2 separate regions of the Capsicum annuum genome follow, and region 1 is linked to region 2. Evidence: chromatin contacts called from public Hi-C data. All regions are on one chromosome and are shown on one strand. The core of a region is the stretch at or near the end of the contact, and the rest is flanking DNA. Distances in the headings are between cores, read along the strand shown.

Evidence for each region. Hi-C and Micro-C count contacts between places; a contact is called where the count stands out from the background.
Region 1: a contact with region 2 is called in a Hi-C map of leaf, with 2.3 times the contacts expected there. The contact joins the enhancer-like site here to the promoter of LOC107849024 in region 2. A contact is called at or near these places in 2 of 5 Hi-C or Micro-C datasets (leaf and placenta).

Annotation. Positions count from the first base shown.
Region 1 is chr12:88,646,196-88,651,274 of UCD10Xv1.1, forward strand. No RefSeq gene overlaps it. Among protein-coding and RNA genes, the nearest start is that of LOC107849564, 65 kb to the left of the region's middle. Within about 2 kb of position 2,021, at least 5 of the 5 cell types and tissues checked have an H3K27ac peak or open chromatin away from gene starts, as enhancers often do. A contact at or near this core is called in leaf, where this site is marked.
Region 2 is chr12:88,379,251-88,383,803 of UCD10Xv1.1, forward strand. It overlaps LOC107849024 (probable leucine-rich repeat receptor-like protein kinase At1g35710), which reads left to right and starts at 2,530. Exons shown (of 3, transcript XM_016693707.2): 1 at 2,530-3,127; 2 at 3,323-3,558; 3 at 4,084-4,428. The coding sequence starts at 2,530. The coding sequence ends at 4,428.

The sequences.
Region 1 (5,079 bases), core at 771-3,270, 270 kb after region 2:
TGGTTGGTATAGCATAACACTGTCCATGACCACAAACTCCCCGAGTGGCCCCACAACCACCACTGGGGGCTCCACTGCCTCCACCTCTCACTTCTATAGAAGTACCCCTACCCCTTACAATTGAAATATGAATAGCCTTAATCACACGATGGGGACAATTCCTTGCCACATGCTAATCACATCGCACACATAACAAGTCCTATGGGCCGCATCGACAAGAAAGGTACCACTGGTCCCAAATGGCTACCCTGCACTGCTGAACGCAAAGATCCACATTTGAACTCTGTAAGGCCGTCTGTACTGTCTTACCTTGATATCCATGAGAACCTCTAAAATCTCTATCATAGGAAAACTGACCTCTGAACTCACCAAAATGGTGCACCTTCTTGGATCCACCTTGAGATACTCAACGAATACCCTCTGTCATCTGACATCAAAATAAAACCAACGACACCCATATTGACTACTTTTGGTTTGGGGTTAAAATGGACCCCAAAATGAATTTTCAAAAAAGAAGGGAAATTACAACTATACTTCAAAAACGTGTTTCCAATATTTTTAGGAATCTATAGCTGAAAACCCAAATCAAATCGAGTAAAAAATGAGGTTCAAATCGAAGATAAATTATTTTGAAGCTTTACCGGGTAAAATTTTTGAATCCGGATTAAAATCAAGAATCAGAGTTGTTTTGAAGGTTAAATTGATGAAAAAGTAGTAATTATAAAATAAAAACATTATTGAAGTGAGAAGGAGTGAAATTGAGATTTAAAATCAAGCACTAAGATTTTTGAGGTTTTGAGAGATTAATCAAGAAATTACTAAGAAAAGTGTTAAATTCTTACCTTAAATCCGTAATAGAATCAAGAAATAAATGTTAATCTAGCTTCCTAAGCTTCCACAAGTTTCACTTTTAAGCTCCCACACTATTTTAGGGTTTAATTCTCAAGAGGCAAGATGAAAAAAAAAAGGACCAAAATGACCCAAAAACTGCTTTCATAGTGTAGAAAAATTTGCACCAACTGAAGAAAAAAAATATTTTTTTAAAGTCCAATTCGGACTTTGATAAGGTGTCCAAGATTCGTTTGGAGTATGATATATGCAAACAAACTATGTAACCACACTAAATTTGACGCTCCGAGATCAATGGCGATATCAGATTTTTAAAGAAACATCATTTTCACTAAGTTGACTCTCAAAATTCGAAATCGTAATTCTTCAAAAAGAGGGTCAAAATGAGATTTAAAAGTCGTAAAGTCACACCAAATAAGTTATCACCCTAAAATTGATGTTCCATATCTGCTGGCAAAGTTGGATTCTCCATTCGAGGTCGTTTCGACTAAATGTAGATCTCACACCAATATTTTTAATTTTTTAACTTTTCAATCAATAGGTCGAAATAAGCTTGGGTGCACTGAAACCCAAACCAGAGGTCTACTGTTGACACCTAATTTTTGACCACCACGATTGAGTTGAATTTCGAATTTCTTCGATTTCAAATAAAATTACAACATTTATTTTAGCCGGATAAAATTTTTTCAAAGTATTTATCTAGATAATTTTGTCTTTTAAGTAGCGATTATATACTATCGTATTCATATATATGAAATTATATAATTTTGATACTTAAATAATTATTTTACAGAAAATTGGATTTTAATCAAGGGTCATCTTGAAAATTACTTCAAAAGGTTAAAATCTTGATTTAAATATAATTTGTTCTTAAAAGAATAACTTTTTTTGAAAATATGTGTTTGATTTTTTTAAATCAAGAAACTCGGGATCAAACTGATTGTTAATTTGTTTTGAATTTTGATTTAATTTGATTGATTCACTGAATATGGCCACAATTAAAATTAGTTAGACCACAATTGTAATACAATTGAAAAAATAATTTTCAAGTCGGCTAGGTTTTAAATTGAAATTGACTGAATTAAAAATACCTATCCCCCTTCCTATTTAATTAATCACCAACCCATTCCCATAACAACAGCCTAAAAACAACAATACCCAGCATGCATCGGTATCCCAAGATATGCCAAAATCAACCCGGTCCATCCCACTAATATTTCCCCTTCTTCGTTATATGCGGATAACAACCTTCAACAAACAAAAACAATGTACAACTCCCAACAGGGACCAACTTCAACAACATTCAACAACAAGAGAAAACCCATAACATAACCGACAACAACATCAACGGAGTGCAAACTGTAAAACACCCAATAACGGCCAAACTCCATCCCAGCCATTTCAACACCCAAATGACGTTCAACAATAACAACAATCAACAACATTACACGGCAGAGCCCTAGCCACCCTCTTTTACCGATTTACCCTTCCTCACAACCGAGAATGGCTAGGGTCTCATCCATTTTTCCCTTTCTCAGCTTATGCTCAGTCATTTCCGGCAATACCACAATGGATACCTCCTTTCCCTTTCTCTCCCCACTGATATTCCAGTACCAAGGCCATTGATGGCCTTTGTTTTACAATGGACCTCGTTTGTCCTAGAAAATCAATTCCAAAAATTTGGATTTGAAATCCGTTATTTCAAATCCGAAAAACCTAATATTTTTTCCCCAAAATTTCCTTATAAATAAATAGTGAGGTATAGAGCGAAAAAGGGGAATTTTTGGGAAAAAACTTGGAGGTTCGGGAGGCACATGCTTCTAACCTCACGCAATCAAAATTCTCAAAGAACACACTCCAAAAATCATTTCCAATGAAAAGTTAAAACTACGGCTAGTCAAGATTGAAACTCCGGTGGAAATGACACAAATCCCAGTGGAATTTCATTTTCTTGAAGCTCGTTCTGTCTCGGTTACTGCCGAAAATAGGTGAAAATTTCACCCATTTTGCACTGTTATTTTCTCTATTTACGATAAGAAAAGACGAGAATCTCGTTAAATGTGATTATGAAAATGGTCTTGTTTAGATATGTGTTCAATTTTGCAAGAATGCTATGTGTAATTTGTGCTTTATTTATCCTAATATTAATTTGTGGATTATCATAGTTCTAGTGGAAAAAAATTATTAGAGAAAGTTGAACAGTTAATTTGATTGAAAAACGTATCACATTTGAATTGTGATAACATCGACCGATGACACTTTGGATGAAACTTGTTCGTATTCAAAACCAACTTACTCTAAGGAAACAAGTGCTTTGCAAGAAACTCTTCAAAGTTGTGTTAATGATATTACTAGTGGTATGAGGCTCAAAATTCTTAGATGTATAGAAAATGTCATATATATTGAGCTGAACAGTGTGTAATAATTAAAGCTAGTTTTTGTCTATCGATGGAAAGCTATGAGTTTTTTTTTTCCTGAATTTATGCGCATGTTCGTTGTTGTCTTGGACGCCTGATGTAGAATTTTACCCGTTAGCAGTTTCCATTTATTTTTTTTTGTTAAGAATCGATTAATGAATGGATTCAAGTTCGTTTGCTGCGGTAAGGTGAAGGATCCAGCAAGGCCTCTATTTTGTTTAAGTTCTGTTTTTCACAACATTAGCCATAATGCCTTCTTTAAAGCTAACCATCTGATTGTTTTGTTTGTTCATAAGGTTTAAAAGGACTTTGAACTAGATTATGGTGCCTTTTATTTTCGTCAACCAATTTGTGTAATCTATCCGAAATAAGTATTTAAGTCTATACGGAGCTAAATGTTTAATCTAATCTTTGGCTAAGGGAAATGTGTTGCTTGTGTCTGGTGCGGTTACCTCTGCATAATATGTTTTTTCACAATTTGTTTGCTTGTTCATTGGTGCATTATTTGGAGTGTTGAAATTTTAAGAACCGCATGTATTATTATTATGCATAAAATTGTTACAATTCTGTGTAATAGATGTAAAATGTTACGGAGATGAATTTGTTAGAAAAAAATGAATCATATATTCTCCTCTATTTATGCACTAGTGTATGGGAATAGCCATGCTATGTTGGGAGAATTTATTTGGTATCAAATCTTATATCATATTTAACTAATTCTTATCTCATATTTTATATGCATGAAATCCAATAATCTCGCGTCGTTCCCTCTTGCATATATGTTGAGATAACCCTCGTTAAAGTCCGAAAATGGAGTGAATTACATCAACAGGCATTGGTATACAATCTGGTATAGACTTGTATAGAGTGGATATACATTGGGATAGCTGCAGCTGAACATACCACATGGTCCACGTAAAAAAAGTGGAAGTAGAGCGCGATTTATACATTGATATACAGAGTATACGCGGTAGTAATACCCAAAACACAAGGAAAAGGGGCTGTGATATACAACTGGTAGACGTGCAGGGAAATGGGCTTAAAGTCCATAAAATTGCAAGCCCAAAGACTGGGCAGCTTACTGATGGGACAAAATAGGCCCAACTCCAATTTTAATCTTTTATTCTCATATAAATTGCAACTTATACTTATTTATTCGTATTAGCACTAACTTTAATTAATTAACCTAGTGTTTCCCCATGTTGTTGCTATTTTATTTTCTATCGATTGTCGTATTTGATTCACAATTTTCTCACTTAATTTATCTCGTCTAGATGGATTAAAGTGGTTCTTTATTTTTTTTTCCTAAAATTAGTTTTAAAAGTTGAGTCTTTTATTTTAAAATGACACTTGTCTTGCTCATATGACAAATAGCCTACTTGAATTAAAATAAATTTCCTCAAATTCAAGAGACTAATTTTTCTCGTAAATTCTAATTTTCATAATTGATAAAACACTTCTAACATGACATTCTCGTAGTATATATTTCGCAAAGGTGTTATAACAAAATTGACTTTTTTTTATATATAATAAAGATAATAATAATGATAATAATAAAAAATAATTATGTAATTTCTTTTTTATCATAAAAATACAAACTTATCTCCTTCTTAAATTCAAGCGTACCACTTAGTTTAAATTATTTTTTTCCTTAATTCAAGTAGAATATCTCTCGTTTGATTAAAAAAATGGCAATTCTAAACTATGTGAATATTAATATTTTTCAAAGATAGTTACCGCTTTTTAAGTTAGTCAAAAAACAATGTTTTGGTGAACCATTTTTGTAACGCCCCGGGTTTGTACCTCGAACGGT
Region 2 (4,553 bases), core at 1,280-3,779:
CTAGTATCCTGGGTTACAAAATTGATGACGTTTTTATCACAAACAAAGAGGTCATCTCTGACAACAACAATATTATTTCTGTTATTTCTTCTTTCATTCCTTCTCTAAATCTCTTGCTTCAACTTATTACAGAATCTTTTAATATGTCCGTTATTGCCACAATGATAACATGAATGAATCTCATACCCTGACATTGACTTACTTCTACTTTTACCTTTATTCCTTGAATTTTTTATTTTGTCTTTCCCTCGGTCTTCTATAAATAGAACATCTAAGTGTGAGGATGAACCCAAAGATTTTCTCCTTTCTTCTTCATTCAAAACATCATTCTTGATAAATTTCATAGTCACCTTGCTACCAAGAGCTAATTTTGTTAAAGAAACCTAAAGATTTCCTGTGAATCTGATAGAGTATTAAAAAATAAAAGTCCTTAAATCTTATCATCGAAATTAACAATCATTCCAACCATCTGATCAAGAAACCTTGAAAATAATTTATATGATCAAGAATAGTTCTACGTTTCTTGTATTTAAAGGTCATCAATTACTTTAGCAAGAATAACTTGTTACTACCAGTTTTTGAAGCATAAAGTGTCTTCAACTTTTTTCACAGTGTTCTAGCATATATCTTATTCACAATGTGATTGCGAACATTGTCCTCAACCCATTACCTAACATATCCACATATTTGTTTGTTCTCAAAATCTCAATTTTTCATCAGTTATATTCTCGAGTTTGTGAGCAGCCAAAATGAACAGATGCATCTTTATTACAAATAGAAGATCTTTCATTTTTCTCTTCTATATGTTGTAATTGCCTCCATATAAACATACCACCTTGATCATATTTGTCTCCATCTAAAATGTTTTTTATATATAACCAAGGTCTGATACCACTTGTTATGAAGGAAGAAGGTAAATATGAAAATAAAGAAAGTAAAGAAGACCAAATATAACGTGAAAAAATCCTTCAAATCAAAGGTAACAATCACAGAGATTCAAATTGCTCCATTATATCAATAAGGGGTTACAAATATTCTCCAAAATAGCTACATAACAAGAGCCAAACACGGAGATCCACTGGTGACACCAACAAAAATAAATCAAAAGAAATAACCTAAAACAAAGATGATGTTTGGGACTCAAAACCAGATGTTGCTGAACTCCAAATTCAATCTCCACCATTCAAAAACCAAGTTGTTTGGAACACTCAATCAAAGCTTCAGCCTGATTCAATGGTGAATGAGATGACAAACACAATCTGAAGATGTCTAGTTGGAGAGAAAAAATTGCAGCAAAAAAACTATCTTTCTATTTTCTCTCTTTGATGAAAGCTCTCTCAAAAGACCTCTCTTATGTGCTGATGTCTCTCAAAGAAAAGTACCAATGAGCATGAATAATTTCCCCTCAAACAGTCTTATATTTATAGATGATGGATGCTGCTTTTTACTAAAGTCAAACCAACTCTAAATAGGAATAGAAATTTGAATCCTTTTCCAAGTAGGATTGGAATTCAAAAGAGAATATGATTAGGCCATGGACCTTTGATTGGAACCTGGGCATCGCCCACACAAGATTTATTGGTTGAATTCAAAAAGTTATTCTACAACTAAAAGGGAAAATCTATGACCAATGTAAAAATAAAATGGTGCAAGTCAAAAAGTTATTCTTGACGAGTGATAAAATTGACAGTTGCAGAAAACTCAATCCTTGATTGATACGACCAGCAATCAATAATTGATCATAATCCCATTTATACGCTTAAATCAACAACCAATAAAATATGTCATACTATAATGATGAATGATTGACAGCTCGTAGAACATTAAAATACGCGTTAGCAATTCTTTCATATTTTCTTAAAGAATCTAAAATATGTATCCAGTGTAGTGAGTTAAGTTGTCTCATGGGTGCTATCTTTGTTAATTTATCGATTATGACGGTCTAATATATCGAAATGTAATGGTCCTGGTCTATGTTGTTCGGACTCTTTAAAAAATAGGGATCGGTGCATGTCAGATTCTTCAAAAGTAGTACATTTTTCAAGAATCCAACACAAATTTGACATCAGTTTTGAAAGTCGGAGTAACATAGGTCCAGGTTCAGCTGTTCAGTTTGATTAAGTTGTGTGATGTTCTGCAATATGTCGATAAGTAAGATTGATTGAAATTAGTTAGTTGCAATTAAGATGGTTGCTTAGTGGGATGAACCTATGGAAATACCTTTTGCTTCAACTTTTTGGAAGTCTTTCTTTTTGTAACATTTTTCCCATTATGCTTGTCTTAACACATTATATATAATAACATAAACTAACTTCTCGAGAAGGAAAAGTATTATAAGTTAAGTGGATGACTTATAATCTAAAACATATCCTTTTGACTCATAAAACAAAAATTCTTACAAAGAAGAAGATTTTGAAATTAGTAAAAAAAAATTGCTAAATGTTAATCTTTTGACCTATAAATAGTTGTTTTTACTGATCTGATATGACAAACAAACATCTAGTCTTAGTAAAGTAGCACTTCTTACCTATGTTGAATACTTTTCCTTTTCCACATACGCTAATAATTTTGATTTTTTTTGTGTTTCCTCTCGTTTCTGCCAATTACTATTATGATACTAGTACTGCTGGAACATCTTCATCAAGTGCAAATGTAGTTGCCCTTTTAATCTGGAAGGCAAGCCTTGAAAGTAAAAGCCAATTAGTTCTTTCTTCTTGGAAGAATACCAGCGCTAGTCCTTGCCATTGGGACTTTATTCATTGCGACAGCCCTGGAATGGTAACTGAGATGAATATGCCAAACAATAGCATAAGTGGTATCCTTCAGAATCTATATTTCTCTTCATTTTCCAATCTCCGCAAAATCAACTTGTCGAACAAATCACTCTATGGTACTCTTCCTGCTAACATATTCAATCTTTTAAAGTTGAGTTACCTTGATTTGGGCTATAATGATTTCTCAGGAATGATTCCACCTGAAATAGGCTTCTTGAAAAATCTTGAGTACCTTTTGATTGACCATACTCGTTTTAGTGGCTTTCTGCCCCAGGAGTTAGGAATGCTAGAGTCTCTTCTTATACTTAGAGTACAAGCAACCAATCTTACAGGCACAATCTCTGCCGCTATTGGTAACTTGAGCAGCTAGAGTATTTTATACCTTGATTACAACAAATTCTCTGGGCATATTCCGCAAGAAATAGGGATGCTGTGATCCCTAAAAGGCCTCTTTCTTTCAAGAAACGCGTTAATTGGCTCTATTCCCACACCTTTTGGTAACTTGACCAGCTTAGAGTCCCTGTATCTTCATACCAACTTACTTTCAGGGCCGATAGCTTGGGAAATTTGGTCTCTGACTCATTTGATGGATGTTGATCTCAGAATTAACAGTCTTGCTGGTCAAATACCAAGTTCTATTGGAAATTTCAGCAAGTTGTTCTCTTTGATTCTTTCCAAAACAGTCTCACAGGTGAAATACCCGCGTCAATTGGAGACTCAGGAAACCTGCTCTTTCTATCCTTGTGTGGTAACAGGCTGTCAGGATCCATTCCTTCATCCATTGGTAACTTGACTAAGCTCAACACGCTATATTTATATGAAAATAGATTCTATGGTCCCATTCCTTCAAGCTTTGGAAACTTAAAATCACTTGCGGATATGAGATTGTTTAGCAATAAACTCAATGGGTCCCTTCCAGTAGAGTTGGAAAACATTTCAAACTGGAAGATGTTTTTACTTAGCCAATAAAAATCTCACTGGTCATTTGCCAAATAATGTTTGTCTTGGTGGGTTTCTGACAGAAATATCTATGCAAAATAATCGGTTCATTGGTGGCATCCTGAGAAGCTTGAAAAACTGCACCAAGTTATCCAGGGTCAGACTTGATAACAATAAGCTATCAGGAAAAATATCAAAAGCTTTTGTTATATATCCAAATCTGGATTACATTGATTTAGGTCATAATGAGCTTTATGGAGAGTTGTCATCACAATAGGGCCTTTGTAGTAAAATAACTTGTTTGAAGGTGTCTAACAGTAATTTATTTGGATCAATTCCATTTGAGATTGGAAATGCATCTTATCTACAGCTGCTTGATCTCTCCTCCAATCATTTCAGTGGCAAGATCCCTAGAAGCTTGGATAGCCTAAAGCTACTTTTTGAGCTTGATTGTTCTGGTAACGAACTTTCAGGTGATATTCCATCACAACTTGGGATGCTTTCTGCACTTCCAAAACTTAATTTGGCAGAAAATCATCTCAGTGGTATAATTCTTGAACATATTGGGCATCTTGTGCAGCTACTGGGCTTGAATTTAAGCAAAAACATGCTGAAAGAAAATATTCCTTCCAACTTTAGGAGCTTACGCTTCTTACAGAATATGGATCTTAGTCAGAACATGCTGAATGGTGAGATACCATGGCAATTGGGATGATTACAAAGCTTGGAGGCAATGAATCTTTCTCATAATAAGTTCATTGGTTCAATCCCATCAAGTTTCAATCAGTGCATTAGTTTGAGTTTTGTTGACATATCTAACTATCAATTGATCGGCTGTCT